2 separate regions of the Mus musculus genome follow, and region 2 is linked to region 1. Evidence: chromatin contacts called from public HiChIP or PLAC-seq data. All regions are on one chromosome and are shown on one strand. The core of a region is the stretch at or near the end of the contact, and the rest is flanking DNA. Distances in the headings are between cores, read along the strand shown. Region 1 holds the start of Prrxl1 (paired related homeobox protein-like 1). Region 2 overlaps Wdfy4 (WD repeat and FYVE domain containing 4).

Region 1 (3,255 bases), core at 356-2,855:
GCTGAGACTGAAGACTGCTCAAGGCAACCTACAGCAAGGTGGACAAGTGTCCCGGAATTATAAACCTTTGAGTGTCTCCTCCAAACCACAGCACAAGCACGGGGGGGGGGGGGGGGGAGCGAGGGGGGGGGGAGTATGTACACCTGACGCTACAGATCACTGCCAGGAAGAACTCACCCTTTGGTTCCCAGGCCCTGGTTAGAGACACCCAGGGATGCAAGCTTCTCTCACTTCTCACTACCCCTGCCCCACTTAACAACTGGGAGAAGAAAACACACCAGGAATAGGGAAAGGCATTTCCCCCCTAAGGTCTAGAGACCTTAAACAACCAGACCCTGGTCCTGGGGGCTGACGAGCTGGTCATTTGTAGTCAGAAATTCAGTAAATCGCTGAGATGAAACTATTCCTGGACACTCCTGACAGGTAACTATCAGGGAGCTTGCATCCAGGGACAGCTTTGCCGCTAGAAACTGACTTTAAGTTGTCCAGAATTTCGTGTGCGATCCCGGAGCACTCTTGCCAACGCCCAGGGTGAGAGTAGGCCCTTCCTGACACGTAGTGGAGCCCAGGACTCAGAGGGCAGTTCAACTTGCTTTGGTTTTCTGGGATGTTAGCAAAACACCGTGAAAGATTGATGCGGGCCCCCTGGGCGGAGGAGCCCCGATTAGAGGCGTGACACCAGCATCTGTGCTGGGAGGACCAGGCGTCCCTGAGGCACCCATAGCCCGGGGCAGCGCGACCCAGGCGGAGAGGGAGGTGGGAGGCAGGTGGCACCAGGGCGGAGGGATGGAGCTGGATGTAGGGGGGGGCTAAGGGTACCCCTAAACCCTGCCAAGAGGCTGCCACCTTGTGGGGCGAAGACCCCAATACTTATCAACCCTTTTGTGGCCCGGCCCTTTTGGCTAGCTTGGCCTGGCCAAACAGCCCGGGAAAGCGGCGCTTACTCACCCTCTAGCTGTGGCGGACAGTGGAAATAAAACATCGCCGACGGTCGGATGGGCCCTGATGGCTGGACCAGGGCTGGTAGCGGCCTGGCAGACTTGTGCCTGTGCGTGGCTCCGGCCTGGCTGCAAAGCAAACAGCAATAGAGCCTGAGTCTCCTGCCCGCACACCCCGAGGATCACAGGGAGTGCTCCTCCTACTAAGCCCTTCCCGAAGCCCTTGGTCCCCTGGGGCCACCGCGGGGATGGTGGGAGAAGTGGTTGCACCTCCCTTCCCAAGCCACGACCCTACGGTCAGCCTTCGGCATAGGTCCTGCTGCTGGACAACCGCGCCCTCACCAAGCTGGGCACAGTCTGGCTCCTGGTTCTCAGGGGTCCCAACCACAAGCCCTGCACTTGGCCACCGCAGCTGGGTCCGGCGATCGCGCAAGGCCATCTGCAAGCGCAGCAGCTCGGGCCAAAAGCCGGTGAAGTCCCAAGGCCCAGCGCAGGGAGCCGGGGGAGCAGCACGGGAACCCTGCCTACCTCTGCGGGAGGCGGGCGAGAAGGCCGGAGTGCGCTCGCCTCTAGTCCGCACGCGGGGCTCGGCTGGCGGCGGGCGGGGCTTGGCGCTGCTGGCGCCCGCAGGACCAGAGAAGTGACTGGGGAAGTGGCCAGATGTCTTGCTGTCTGTCTACAGCGCGCGCCGCCGCTCAGCACTCGCCTTTATAATCTCACGCATAATTGGCCTTAATCTGATTATTTCCAGCGCTGTCTACAGCGAGTAACTTGGATAGGTCTATTGGGCCTTACAAATGGCCCACGTGGTGTAAAAAAAAAAAAAAATCCGTCACTTCTCAGCAAACATCAGGAATGTTTTTCCCTTTTTTTCTTTTAAACGAAGATAAAAACAACAGCTACCAATATCATCCCCCACCCAAAAGAGATTATGTTTTAAACACTCACCCCAACCCCAGCCCTCTGGGCCCCCTCAGTCTCAACCCTTCTTTCTCTGAGTGAGATTGGATTTGGGCTCGCCCTTGTCAGAGGCCTGGAGACTCCAGGACTGCAAAATTACCAAAGCGCTGCTAATTGTCGCCGCCGGATGGGTTTTGGGGGTACTCTTTGCACACGGCTTCCCTTTCCAAGCGATCGTACAAAAGGAAAGTTTGATTTTGTTCTCAGCAAGGGGTCCCTGAATTTATGTTCGCTTCTCCCTGCAAATGATATGCAGTGGGACCCTTCGCAATTACTTTTAAAATGCATCCGAGGCAGACACTCAGCGGAGAGAGACCGCCCTTCTCTCTGCCTGGGTGAAAATTAAACTCTAAAGTACCGGGTTGAAATTTTCAAGTCAGGGGCGCGGGATTGGATCAAATCACATAAACTGCAAAAAAAGCAAGTCTAATGGCGCATAATTGGTTCTGTAATAGCATTACACCAGGATAATAGCCCGTTACGGCCCCCTGCACTATTAAGTGCTTCCCTGGCGGAAAGCCTTTATGATATTAAAGGGGGAATATAATGATATTTTGGTTATTAAATGCGTGTAATTAATTTATGCACCACTGAAAATAAAGTTGGTATTATGACCCACTCAAGATGCATCAGAAGATGCGAATCAGACAACTGTTGATAAGTTCTGGTGTCTGTGTTCCGTCTAGACTGCCGATTTTATTTTGGGACAATGGCTTCTTGGACAGACTACATAAATTGAATATTTTATAAACATTCTAATGCTGCGTTTGAGAGCCTTGGCGGAGTGGTGGGTCGGGTCCCTGCCCGGCCTGAGATCCACCCTTGATCTTAAAGACACAGAGCTTTGGAAACAAAAGGCCTGGCGGGCCCACTCGTGGACCAGCGACCGGGGCAAGTAGCGCGGAGCTGGAGAACTGAGTGCTGAGGCTCTGGCCGGCCAGTGGACACCCCTGGGAAAACAGCCAGGAAGAAACGCGGCACCGCTCCGGCGGACTCAAGGCTGGGCTGGGCCTCTTGCACTCAAGCGGCCCTTTCTAGGCTCAGCCGCTCCCGGCCGGAATCGGCCCTGCTGGGAGCAAGAAGAGGCTGGAAAATGACTGCTCGGCTCGGAGCGAACAGACCCGCCGCGCCAGCTCTCCTCCAGGGCCACAGACTCCCGCAAGACCAAGCGGCGGGCCCGAGTGGAGAACGTCGGCGAGCCAAGCCGCCCCGTGCGGTGGATGGCGCGACCACCCGGCCAGTACACAGCTTCGAGGCCCGGAGCAGACCCTTTCTCGGTCCCAGGCCACGACGAACTCGCGGGTCCGGCTTCCCTCCAGGTCCGGCTCAGGGAGCATCCCGCTCTCTGCAACTGGTT
Region 2 (3,255 bases), core at 460-2,959, 370 kb before region 1:
TGGTGTGCATCTGGGAGCTGAGCCTGGTCAAAGGTCGCCCGAGAGGTCTGAAACTCCGACAGGTATGTGCCCTTCATAGATGTGGTATCTCTGGCAACCATGGTGCCAAAGCAGGAGTGGAGGTCAGTTGGAAGACAGCTCTGTCTTTTGGGAATGGTTTCAATCCCTGAGTAGATCAGATGAGCAGGCACCTCCATGGACGCCTGACCATAGCATATGACACTGTTGCTCCCATGTAGCCCTGGGCTAAAAAAAAAAATCAGTTTCCTGGACCAGGGGCTATGCAGAGGAACCGCCATTTCTCAAAAAACAAAAAACAAAAAAAACAAGAAAGGAAGGAAGGAAGGAAGGAAGGAAGGAAGGAAAGGAAAGGAAAGGAAAGGAAAGGAAAGGAAAGGAAAGGAAAGGAAAGGAAAGGAAAGGAAAGGAAAGGAAAGGAAAGGAAAGGAAAGGAAAGGAAAGGAAAGGAAAGGAAAGGAAAGGAGAAAAGGGGGAAAGGGGGAAAGGGGGAAAGGGGGAAAGGGGAAAGGGGAAAAAGGGGAAAGGGGAAAAAGGGGAAAGGGGAAAGGGAAAAGGAAAAGGAAAAGGAAAAGGAAAAAGAGAAAGAAAGAAGCCAAGTGTCTCAAGTTCATAAATCCAGGAAATGGAACTTTTTCAGACAGGTGCCATGGACTGAGCCCACAGCAGGCTGAGAACAGAGACCTCCAGCTGTTCATCAAAGGGGGCCTGTCCTTGACCTGTATTCCTTGATGTCTTTATGAAATAGTTTCAATACAGTTCACAATGTGTTTGTTTTCAAACACGTGAAACATTAAAGGCAATTTTAAATTCATTTTAAAAATAAGAAATTCTTTGCTTTCTCTATAAAAATTTTTCATCTCTGCACACTACCGACCCCTATATGCATATTTATACCTTTCCAAGTCTTATACAGATATTTTTGTTCCATTTTCAGCTAGCTTATCAAATTGTTTTCATTTTTCTACAGCCTCTATAATTTGCATTTCAATTGTTCCAGATGATTCCATTTCCATAAAATTACATTTCAATTGTTATGTCAGTGTACCACGGTTTAATAAACCATTTCTTCTAAAACTAGACAATTAGGTTATTTGCAAATTTTAACCATTTTCAACAGTGCCACAGAAGACATGTCATATATATATATATATATATATATATATATATATATATATATATGCGCTGTTTGCTTCTGACTAATTGTTTCCTTATGATGTAGTTTGAAGAGGGTTACTGAGCAATCATACAAAGTTTTCCAAAACTACCCTATAGCTCTCCAATGCCATCAACAATTAACTGAGTCTACCCACCTTGCCACAACAGGCTGTCATGGGAAATTATTTTTGAGAGGTTTGATTTTACTGCGTTGTATTTATATTTTGCTAGACATAGGATGATATAACAAAGTCGTTTTAGTTACATGCATTCTGCAAAGAAAAAGAAGAAAAGAAAGTGAAAAAAAGAAAGGAGACGGAAGAAAGGAAAGGAAGACAAAAGAGCCCACTGGGTGCACATTAGAACTGCTGGGCTCTGCCTTGGGTCTCCTGCCTTTCAAGATGGTGTGCACTGGATGTCCCCTGACGCTGTAGTTTCTGGGCCGATGGATGTCAGCAAACCATGCCTATGTAGGCAATGCCATACCATGCCGTGCACACAGTCCTCTCTGCACAAAGCAGACTGATTGAGTCCACAATGCAGCCTGTGCTGCCACTCAGACTCAGAGCCATACTCTCTGAAGCCCCAGACTACCCACCTCAGGGACTGTCAGGGTCCCTTTGCATGTGTCCTTTGGTGGTGTTATGTCTTTCATGGTCAGAACTTCATCATCAGACTCAGGTCATTCTGAAGGTCAGAGGATTCTTGTCAATCTCTTTTTTTCCTCTGTTTTCATGCTTTTGAGACAACTCAAACTTCAATGGGTCATGTCCAGAGATTTGCCACCACCATCTGGTTGATGTCTCATTAGGATCCATTGAGGACAAATGGGAGCTTGTAGCAAAATTTTTTAATAGCTGTGACCAGGCAAAATGACAGCTTTGAAAAATGATGCTCAGTCTACTTGACCCAAAAGAGTGAGCAGTTTATCTCTGCCAGGCAGGGCTGGAGCTCTGTCCTTGCTGAGCCAGCCCAGCCCCATCCGGAGTGCCACCTCTGAGCTCCTCTGGCAGACGCTAAGGAATGGCAGGCATATTCAAATAGAACCAGCTCAGGTATCTCTCTGGGATGCTTGGGGTGGAGTCTTCACTATAGCCAGGAGCACTGGGCCCAGGAGGAACCTGGCCCCTTAAGATATCTGGAAAGAACTGTCTTCAAAGCCAGCCATGAAGCCTAAGACCAAATAGCCCAAGCCTGAAGGTCTAGAGCAAGTCCCCAAGACACCATAGGGCATGAACTTATATCATATCCATAGGTCTGAAAAAGTCACATTTTATGCCAGCCAGAAAACTCAACGGGTAAAAGTGCTCTCTGCCAAACCTGTCAGCCTGATGCTGATGCACATCTTTAGTCAGACCCAGTGGCTCATGCTGATAGTTCTAACACTGTAATTCCAGTTTGGACTGGAGGTTCACGAGTTCAAGACTAGCCTAGGCTATGTTGTTAACAGCCCTTTCTCAATATAAAACAACAAAAGTTTGAACACTTTTTATATAATGACCTGGCTTGCAGTCTTTCTTTCCAATCTGGTTTAAGGAGTGCTTTTTTTCAAGTCTCTCATTGTGTAATACATCTCCAACTTAAGTATGCATGAGACTTCTTGGATGGGGGTGTGTGAGAAAATGCAGATTCCAAGGTGCCACTACCAGAGTTTCTCATTTAACAGACCAGGAGCATATCCACTAAGACCCCAGATCTGCTGAGCCTGCTAGCTTGGCTGTCTTTTGCCATTTGAAACCTTTGCATACTCACAGTCCGAGGGGCTGCTTCAGATTCAAGAAGATTAAAAGGAGCAGACAGGCATAAGGACACTTGGGCCCCTTGCTGGACGACTACAAAGGGACTGACTATTGCTTCTCCCCAGGTCCTAGGAGTCGATGTGACTGAGAGGCCGACACACATGTGCCCCCCACCCCCACGTAATCACTTGTCTGTAAAATTACTGACTCACTCTGAACCTCTGTTTCCTCATCTGGCCCCCAGAAGCAGAGGCAACCTATTAGTAGCCATACTGCAAGTCTCTCTCCTAACCTGTGGCTGTGCCTCCTGTTCCTAGGCCTTGTATGGACACACTCAGGC

The links. HiChIP or PLAC-seq counts read pairs in DNA pulled down with a chosen protein or histone mark.
Region 2: a contact with region 1 is called in an H3K27ac HiChIP or PLAC-seq map of VIP interneurons, with 7 times the contacts expected there. The contact joins the enhancer-like site here to the promoter of Prrxl1 in region 1. A contact is called at or near these places in 10 of 39 promoter capture datasets (the 3T3-L1 cell line, Sertoli cells, embryonic stem cells and 3 more), 3 of 15 datasets of contacts at CTCF or cohesin (hippocampal excitatory neurons, pro-B cells and stem cell-derived epiblast-like cells), 50 of 484 Hi-C or Micro-C datasets (B cells, ECoMG myeloid progenitors, the HL-1 cell line and 28 more), 16 of 115 datasets of contacts at active chromatin or transcription factors (VIP interneurons, astrocytes, bone marrow-derived macrophages and 10 more) and 2 of 9 other capture datasets (embryonic stem cells and embryonic trunk).

The regions. Positions count from the first base shown.
Region 1 is chr14:32,597,758-32,601,012 of GRCm38.p6, reverse strand. It overlaps Prrxl1 (paired related homeobox protein-like 1), which reads right to left and starts at 1,605. Exons shown (of 7, transcript NM_001347590.1): 1 at 1,467-1,605; 2 at 949-1,067. The coding sequence starts at 982.
Region 2 is chr14:32,967,630-32,970,884 of GRCm38.p6, reverse strand. It overlaps Wdfy4 (WD repeat and FYVE domain containing 4), which reads left to right. Exons shown (of 59, transcript NM_001146022.2): 54 at 1-62; 55 at 3,233-3,255. Among named protein-coding and RNA genes, the nearest start is that of Lrrc18, 22 kb to the left of the region's middle. Within about 2 kb of position 1,709, at least 3 of the 459 cell types and tissues checked have an H3K27ac peak or open chromatin away from gene starts, as enhancers often do. A contact at or near this core is called in VIP interneurons, where this site is marked.